Linked DNA regions of Mus musculus: region 1 is linked to region 2. A link is a contact called in public promoter capture Hi-C data. All regions are on one chromosome and are shown on one strand. The core of a region is the stretch at or near the end of the contact, and the rest is flanking DNA. Distances in the headings are between cores, read along the strand shown. Region 1 holds the start of Dpf2 (D4, zinc and double PHD fingers family 2). Region 2 holds the start of Stip1 (stress-induced phosphoprotein 1).

Evidence for each region. Promoter capture Hi-C pulls out the DNA fragments that hold promoters and counts their contacts.
Region 1: a promoter capture Hi-C map of pre-B cells shows a contact between it and region 2, with 2.6 times the contacts expected there. The contact joins the promoter of Dpf2 here to the promoter of Stip1 in region 2.

The regions. Positions count from the first base shown.
Region 1 is chr19:5,911,052-5,915,190 of GRCm38.p6, reverse strand. It overlaps Dpf2 (D4, zinc and double PHD fingers family 2), which reads left to right and starts at 2,320. Exons shown (of 11, transcript NM_011262.5): 1 at 2,320-2,450. The coding sequence starts at 2,419. Gm42067 (predicted gene, 42067) reads right to left here and starts at 2,237. Exons shown (of 2, transcript NR_168272.1): 1 at 2,119-2,237; 2 at 360-654.
Region 2 is chr19:7,037,569-7,041,728 of GRCm38.p6, reverse strand. It overlaps Stip1 (stress-induced phosphoprotein 1), which reads left to right and starts at 1,703. Exons shown (of 14, transcript NM_016737.2): 1 at 1,703-1,849. The coding sequence starts at 1,841.

The DNA of each region.
Region 1 (4,139 bases), core at 1,071-3,570, 1.1 Mb after region 2:
GCAGAGAGTGGCCTTGTTGGAGGAGGTATGTCACTGTGGGGGTAGGCTTTGAGAGATCTTCCTCCTAGCTACCTGGAAGTCAGTCTTTTCCTGTTTGTCTTCTGAATAAGATGTAGAACTCTCAGCTCCTCCTGGATGCTGGATGTCTACCTGGATGCTGCCAAGCTTCCTGCTATGGTGATAGACTGAACCTCTGAAACTGTAAGCCAGTCCCAATTAAATATTGTAATTATAAGAGTTGCCTTAGTCATGGTGTCTAACTAAGATAGCGTCCCATTGAGCCAGGGTGTCTATAGTGGTCAAAAGAGAATGTTGGATCTTGGAGTTGGATTTATACAGAGCCGCTGTGTAGTGTGAGCTTAGGTTTTTCAAAACTGACTTTATTTGGGGTTCTTAACCCTCCCTTTTAGCCCACCAACCAGAGGTAGGGAAAAAGCAAGGTTAAAGGCAAAGGGAGTTGTGGACCTGATTAGAAGTACTTGCTTTGGGCGATTCCACTCTTCCGTGTCAGGATATAAGCAGCCCAGTTCAATAGCAAACACCAAACATGAATCTGTAGCAGTAGCACAATCCAGCAGGAACAGCCAGGCTCTGCTGAAGCGGCCAGAGTCAGCCAGGATACCACGAGACGTTGTTTGGCGAGTGAGTTTCTCCCTATGAAGTGAAGACCAGCGAAGCATTGATGGTATAGCCATGCAAGAACTCCCTCTCATTGTTCGTGGGGTTCCAGTTATATTCTTTCTAAACATCACACACTCTCTCAGGTATCTGTTTTCGGCAAAATATTACATGTCCTCTCACAAGACAGCTTCCAGAAAAACATCACATGATGTGACTAAGTTGTTAAGGAAACCAGAAGTTTCCACTTGAGTGGAGGCTCTGGGAACTTTTGCTGTTTGTTGCTATTGTCCCTCAGGTTTTCTATGTAGCCCCAGTGGCTTGGAGCTTGTGTAGCCTGCATGGGCCTTGAACTTGTGGCAATCCTCCTACCTCCTAAAGAAAAAAAGACAATCTATGCATACATATACATATACACATATATATCAGGTCCAACATGGACAGAGAGTAGATCGCTTCTAAATCCATTGAAACCGAGGTTTGGTGACTTTGTTAGGAGTTATTTCAAAAGGCCTGGTGGGAACAAAAGCACTCAGTAAGCAGAAGAGAGCCTAGGAAAACAGGGCAGTACAGAATACGAATGAAAATCTGCTTAGAAAGAGTGAAAAGAAATGGGCTGAGATGCAGTGCCAATGGGCTTAAGGGAGTCCTGTTGGTTTCTTCTTCTTCTTGTTTTGTTTTTGTTTTTGCTTTTGTTTTTTTGAGACAGTGCTTCTCTGTGTAGCCCTGGCTGTCCTGGAACTCACTTTGTAGACCAGGCTGGCCTTAAACTCAGAAATCCTCCTGTCTCTGCCTCCCAAGTGCTGGGATTAAAGGTGTGTGCCCCTACCGCCCGGCTGGTTTCTTCTTTAAGGGGAAACATGTTTGTTCATGGATTTGCATAACTCGATACTGAAGGAGAAATAAATAGTATAGAACTAAGAGGGCTAGTCACACCAGTGAAAACTTTCAATGTGGAGAATGGCTTGGTAATAGCAATCAAGGGCTTGTGGGATGACACAGCAGATACGGACTCTGGGCACCACGCCTGACAACCTGACCACCATCCCCCAGGTACAAAGTAGAATGAAAGAACTCACATCCCCAAGCTGCTCTCTCACTCTTACACATATGCTATGGCACATGCACGCACACAAAGACAGACATACAGAGCAAAGGAATGGAGAGAGAGGGAGAGGGGAGAGGGAGAGAGAGGGAGAGGAAGAGGGAGAGAGAGGCAAGCAAGAGAGAAGAGGTGGGTGCCAGTGAAGTTCAAGGACCGGGTTTACTGGCAGGAATTGTCCGAATGAGAGTCAGGCCCAAGAACAGCCCATTTTGGGCACTCACTTTCCATTCTCTAAAATGGGCTGACTGGGAACAGAGGTACCTAAAGGACTGGGACTCTGACCTTTCACTACCTACCCACCAATCTCTCCCTGTGTGTCAACCTCGTGGCTAACGGCCAGCCAGGCAGGACACTGTTTGCAACTTCTAGCCTATCCGCGTGGCCTTTTCACTTACCTTTCTCACTTTCCAACCGAGCCAGATCTCCTAGCTGAGGCGTCACTAAATGGAGGGGAGACGGATCTCTAGAATGAGCTGCAGAGGGCATGTAAGTTTTCCAATCGCGCCTGCGCACTGGGATCCTAGGCTCCTTCAGGACAGGTCGTTCTCGAGCGCTCGCTCTCGTGGGCCTGTGCGTGCGCGCACCCCCTAGCTGCGCCTGCGCAGAGGGTCGAGGACCCTGTGTCCTGAGAAGGCTTAGCGCCTGCGCGTTGTAGGTTTCGGGGCCTCCCGGCCTGAGGGAGAGGAACAGGGAAGATGGCGGCTGTGGTGGAGAATGTAGTGAAGCTGTGAGTGGTCTTTTTTGTTTGTTTGTCTCTTTTTTCTTTTTTAATCTCTCATGTACCAGAAATCTTGTAAAGGACCTGGGAGTAGAGAGGGAGGTGCGGGAAGAGACAAGGTAGAGAGAAGGACATGCCCGGGAAGTCCTTGCTGTGCGACTGCTGGGAGGGAGGGCAACAGGAGACTCGGGAGACGGCGCTGGGCTTCTTTTGGAAACTTGTGGAGGACTGGAGGGGGGCACACCGGAGCCCCCGACGGGTGTCCTCCTCGCGGGCCGAGCCCCGAGCGGAGCTGCGGGCTGCGAAGGAGAGGCTCACGGTCCCTGGCCCCTCTCTGGAGACGCGTCAGTCCCGCCAAGCCGAGGCCGGCGGCACTAGGAGATCGGGGTCCCCTCCCCGCCCACCGCCGTCCCTGGGGCCATAGGCTCCGCCGTCCCTGCGGAGTCCTAAGACTTAAGCAGCCTGGTGACGTTAACCGGGAAATCCGGGGTCCACGAAACTAAAAATGTTCTTGGGAAGAACTGGTCCAAGAGCAGAACTTCGGGGAGTGGGGAACTAGACCGGAGCCAGATGGCCTTCCAGTCCGCAGGAGCCCTGAGGTGGGCGTTCTCTGTCCCCCAGATGCCATTGTGCGGGTCAGATTTCCAGTGGAGCTGAAATAAACGGTTGTTGGGCGACACCGGGAACGGGGACTGGCCTGCTAGTCGCTTCCCCTCAGTTGGAGATGTTTGGATGAGGCTCTTCCTTCCTTCTTGAAGAAGAATCAGAGTTTTGGAACGGGGTGCCCATTGGATTTAAGAATGGCCTTCTCTTCCCTTAATGGCCATGTTAGACGTGATGTAAGGATAGAGAAATTGAAGTGTTTCAGCTGTCCAATCAAAGCTTTTGGATTCTGGATGACAAAGTAAAGGTTTTGGAACCATTCTGGAGGACTTTTCGCAGCTTTATCTGTCTTTGTCGTGGGCTGAGCCCCAATCGTCCCAAGAGGCTTTTAAAAAATTTTTTTTAAGGTTAAGTTGCTTCTTCCCTGCTGCTTGCAGCCCCTTTCTTTGAAAATGCTTTTCCACTTCCATTAAGCTAAGTGCCTTCTCTTGTGGCTTTTTTTTTTTTTTTAATCTCGCTTTTGGCTTCATCCTGCTGCCTATTTCAACCACCCCTCCTCCCAACGCTATTATCTCTGTGATCTGCCCACTCCGGATCCCCGGCTCTCTTCAGGCTGACATTTCCCTCAATTTAGAAATGAGGCTGTTAATTTACCAATTTTATAGTTCTCCTTCTGGACTCAGAAGTTAAGTCTTTATTACCCTGCCTTTCTCTTTGTTGGACCCCCCTTATTCCCCTGGAAGGGGAGTTGTCCTGTGCCCCCTCCCCACCCCCCAGGTTTCCTGTGAAAGGAGGAGTCACAGCTTTTACCCTGAAAATCTTACTGTCTAAAAGAATATGCTTGCCTAGGTTTTCAGAATTAGATGTCAATGGAGTTCTTCATGTTGAAAGATGGTCTGGCAGAAAATGGAGTTGCCAACCCATTGGTGTAGTATTTTAAGTGTTGGGTGCCCATTTAAATAGAGCATTGCTCTTCATGCCTCTTTAACTCACTGGTTCCTGAGTATCAGTGGGGCACTAACTTGCTTCTCCTCAGCTGTAGTGCAGAAGACTGGAAGCTCCTAACATGTTCCCCGGGGAACTTTCCCTTTACAG
Region 2 (4,160 bases), core at 454-2,953:
GTGATATATCTCTGTTGTGTGTGTTCAAGGACTCAAACTCAGGTTGCCTGGCTTGCTTGGTTGGGGAATAAACACCCTTTACCACATTTTCAAGCCATCTCAAGCCCTTCCCTTCCCCTTCCTTCCATTTTTTTTTCTTCATTTGCTCAGGCTGGCCTTGAATTCTGATCTCCCTCCCTTTTCCAACTCCCAAAATTTGGGATTGCAGTCATGCACTTTTTTTGTTGGTGGTGGTGTCTTTGTTTTTTTCCAGGCTGGGTTTCTCAGTGTAACAGAACCCTGGCTGTCGTGGAACTCATTTTGTAGTCCAGGCTGGCCTCCAACTCACACAGATCTACCTAACCCCCAGCCCCCATCCCAGTGCGGGATTAAAGGTCCACTCCATCATGCCTGGCTTAATCATGCACTTTGTATACATGCCTTTTGTAATTAAAAAAAAAAAAAAAAAAAAAAAACAACCAAAAAACCTAACCTTTGTATTTTCTTTTTGTCAAACAGAAGGTTGGAGGCTCATGGGTAGAGGGCTTGTGTAGCACAGACAAGACCTTTGTTTCTATCTCCAGTCACCCAAAAAGTACTCTTGCCACATTTGGCTCACACCTGTAATTTCAGCACTCTGCCTCTTCCCTCTCCCTCTCTCTTGAGACAGGGTCTCACTATATAGTTCTGGTATGGATAGCTCTGGCTGTCCTGGACCTCACTATGTAGATCAGGCTAGCTTAAGAGATACACCTGCCTCTGCTTCCTGCGTGCTGTATGCCACCACCGCTCATTTCCTCCGATCTTAAGTGAGGCAGGAGAAAGAACTAGGTAGGCATAAGTGAACAGATAAGGGGTAACCGGATGGAGAGGGTATGCATTGGTGCTACTGGCACAGACATGGCACCGCACAGCCCACGTTCCTTATACAAATCCTGTCCAGACCCCTGATCATCAGTCTCTGTCGTTCCATAAGCTACACGCTAAGCCTGCAACCCAAGTAGCATTTCTGCTGGCAGGCCATGGTGACCAAAGCTTGCAGCTGAGTTCAGAGAGTAAGGGCCAAGCAGCCGGTCCGCCAGGACACTGCCGGAAAAGCGGAGGCCTGTCGTGGCCCGCAGCATTTTGGGAACATTCAACGCAGGCCCGTCATAGCCCGCAATATTTTGGGTACATTCCGGGCCTAATAGTCAGGATGCGAGGAAGCGCGGGCCAACAGTCTCAGACTCAGGGAAAACAGCTTGTAACGCTGTAGTTAAAGCCTAGGCGACACCGGGCCAGATGCTCGACTCCCCACGAACCACCAGCCAGCCGAGCACCCCCTTACAGGGCAGCGGCATAAACCAATCAGCGCCAGGAATGGCCAAATTTTTTTTTTTCCCCACCCATCCACCCAATTGAATGTTTCCTCTGAAAGGCGGTTCCGTCTAGGAGTCCTTCAGCCCAATGAGAGTTGTGGAAATTTCCAGAAAGAACAGGACCAATGGGTGCGGCCAGGCCAGCTACAATTGACGGACTAACCAACCAATCCGTGTCGTCAAGACCCGCTCCTCCCTCAGTTAGCCTAGCCCTGAAATAGGCGGGACTTGCCGCGGAGTGTCCAATCCGGAGGTGCAGAGGAGGCAGGGCTGAAGAGAAGACCCGTAAAAAACCAATGAAAGAGAAGTCACGATGATTGACTGAACTTTAAGCCTATAAAAGGGGCGAGCAGAGCCTCCTGGACGTGTTCAACCAGTGAGCAGGCGAGGAAGGGGCGGTAACCTGGGGGTCCCGGCAGCTTCTAGTAGGTTCCAGAAGGCGGCGCGTGCGGTTGGGAACGCGGAGCGGACGAATTCGATTCAACGGGGTTCCGGGCCAGGCTATGGAGCAGGTGAAGGGGGAGGGGCGGCCGGGGCCCCGGGGCAGCGCAGGCCTGTTGGCGGGGAGAAGCGAGTGGTTGGGGGGCCGGGTCGGGCGGCCGAGGCGCGGGCGTGAGAGCCGCGGTCGGGCGTGTGAGGGGAGAATGGCGAGCGCCCGTCGCCCCCGCGACCCGCCGAGTGGAGCGGGAACAGGCCTGGCCGCGGCCGGGCCCCGAAGCTTCTGGGGGCCGGGCCTCCTCAGCGCGGAGAGGCCCCTGTCGGCCGCTGCGAACTTGGAGGGATCCGGTGACCGATCACCCCAGCAGCCTTCGGGGTACACGGCATCTGTGTGCGCCCGGGAAAAGGACCCGCGCGACTGCAGAGAAGGCGGGCGCGGACAGTGTCACCAGGGCTCCCTGAGGCATACATATGTCGCCCCTCCCCCCACTTTTCGTAGTGACTGTGGGGTGACTGAGTATCCGACCCTTGGAAATTCCGTTCCCGATTACACAGGATTTAGTGGTTTTAGACAGTTGTGAGCCGATAGTGAGGAGCTAGAAGTCCCTGTCTCTACCGCTCAGCATCTGATCTGGGGCACAGAGGGAAACCTGCCGTCCTTACCTTGGTGATTTAGCTCAGGCTACAGTGGCCTGCATCTGAGGCCTGGAGAGGTTTTGTTACCTTGGAAGCTGTCATTGAACCGTTGTGATTCATCCAAACACACACATACAAAAAGAGCACAGCTTACTACTACTTTTACTGTGATGTATAAAGTAAAACCTTTTGTTCTGGAATAGTCACTGTGAGGGACCGTGGGGCCTCTCACCTTGTTAATAAGACTAAATGGAGAGGTTAATCAACTTTCTGTACCCTTGGAGTAATTAAACTGTAACTGCAGTACGGACAAGAGAGACGCTTTTTTGGTATGAGTAACACCTTGCTCTGTTACAACAAAAAGAGGTTGTTTTTCATTATCATTCATTCATTCATTGTGTGGCACTAGGGATCAAACACAGGGCCTGAATTTAGAGCTATGGTCTACCCCGTCCATCCTCCCCACCCTCCTCAGTGGGGAAAAATCCTGCCAGCCATTATACAAGTGTGCAAGTGTTCCTGTGGACTGCAAACTTACAGTAAGATGACAAATTTGAGCGTTGGGCTTAGAGATGGCTCAGTTGGTTCAGCGTTTGATGTCTAAGGATGAAGGCCTGGGTTCCGATTGCCTTTACCCACTAAATCGGTGAGGGGAGGGGAGACCCGAGCATCTCAGGCCTGTCTGTGAGCTCCAGATTCATTGAGATTCTGTCTCAGAGTAAGGTGGAGAGTGTTGGAGGAAGACCCTGACTTCCAATGTCTGCCCCATGCACTAGCATATACACAAATGCGTTTGAATATTGGAAATTGTACATTTGAGCCAGGTGGTGGTGGCATAAGTAAGCCTTTAATCCCAGCACTTGGGAGGCAGAGGCAGGTGGATTTCTGAGTTTGAGGAGAGCCTGGTCTACAGAGAGTTCCAGGACAGCTAGGGTTATACAGAGAAACCCTGTCTGGAAAATTGTACATTTGAAGAGTAGAATTCCAGGTAACTCCTACAGTGACACATAGTTTATATTTTAAGATTTAATTTTGCTAGGCATGATGGTGCACTCAATGAGGCAGAGGCAGGCTGATCTCTGAGTAAGTAAGTGGACCACCAGAGTTGTATAGTGAGACCCTGTCTTAAAAAATCCCAAAACATTATTTCTAATGCCCGGTGTGGTGGCACAGATCTTCAATCCCAACACTTGGAAGGCAGAGGCAGACAGATAGACAGCTTTGTCTATATAGTGGAGTTACAGGTCAGCTATAGCTACATAAAGAGATCCTAACTGCAAACAAAGACGAGGGGTTTTTTTTTGTTTGTTTGTTTGTTTTCAAGACAGGGTTTCTCTGTGTAGCCCTGGCTATCCTGGAAATAACTCTGTAGGCCACACTGGCCTTGAACTCAGAACTCTACCTGCCTCTGCCACCACTGCCCAGCTCAAAGATGAATATTTGTGTACTGTGTACTCTTTTTCTCCCTTGACCTTCCTGTAAAGGAATGTCATATTGGCAGTTTCCTGTCTGTTCCTTTATCTCTCCTGCATGTCATCCTCCTTTGCTGAGAATAGGGTCCGCTGCCTCTTCCTAAGTGTTGAGATTGCAGAGAAAAGCCAGCTTACATGTGCATTGGGACCTCTGTTCTGTGAAAGTTTCTAATTGGTGTACCTTGGGATTCTAAACGCATTTGCAAGAAGTACATTCTATGTCAGTCTTCTGAATCATGAGTAGATGATCATTCCATAATAGGTGCTGTAATAATTT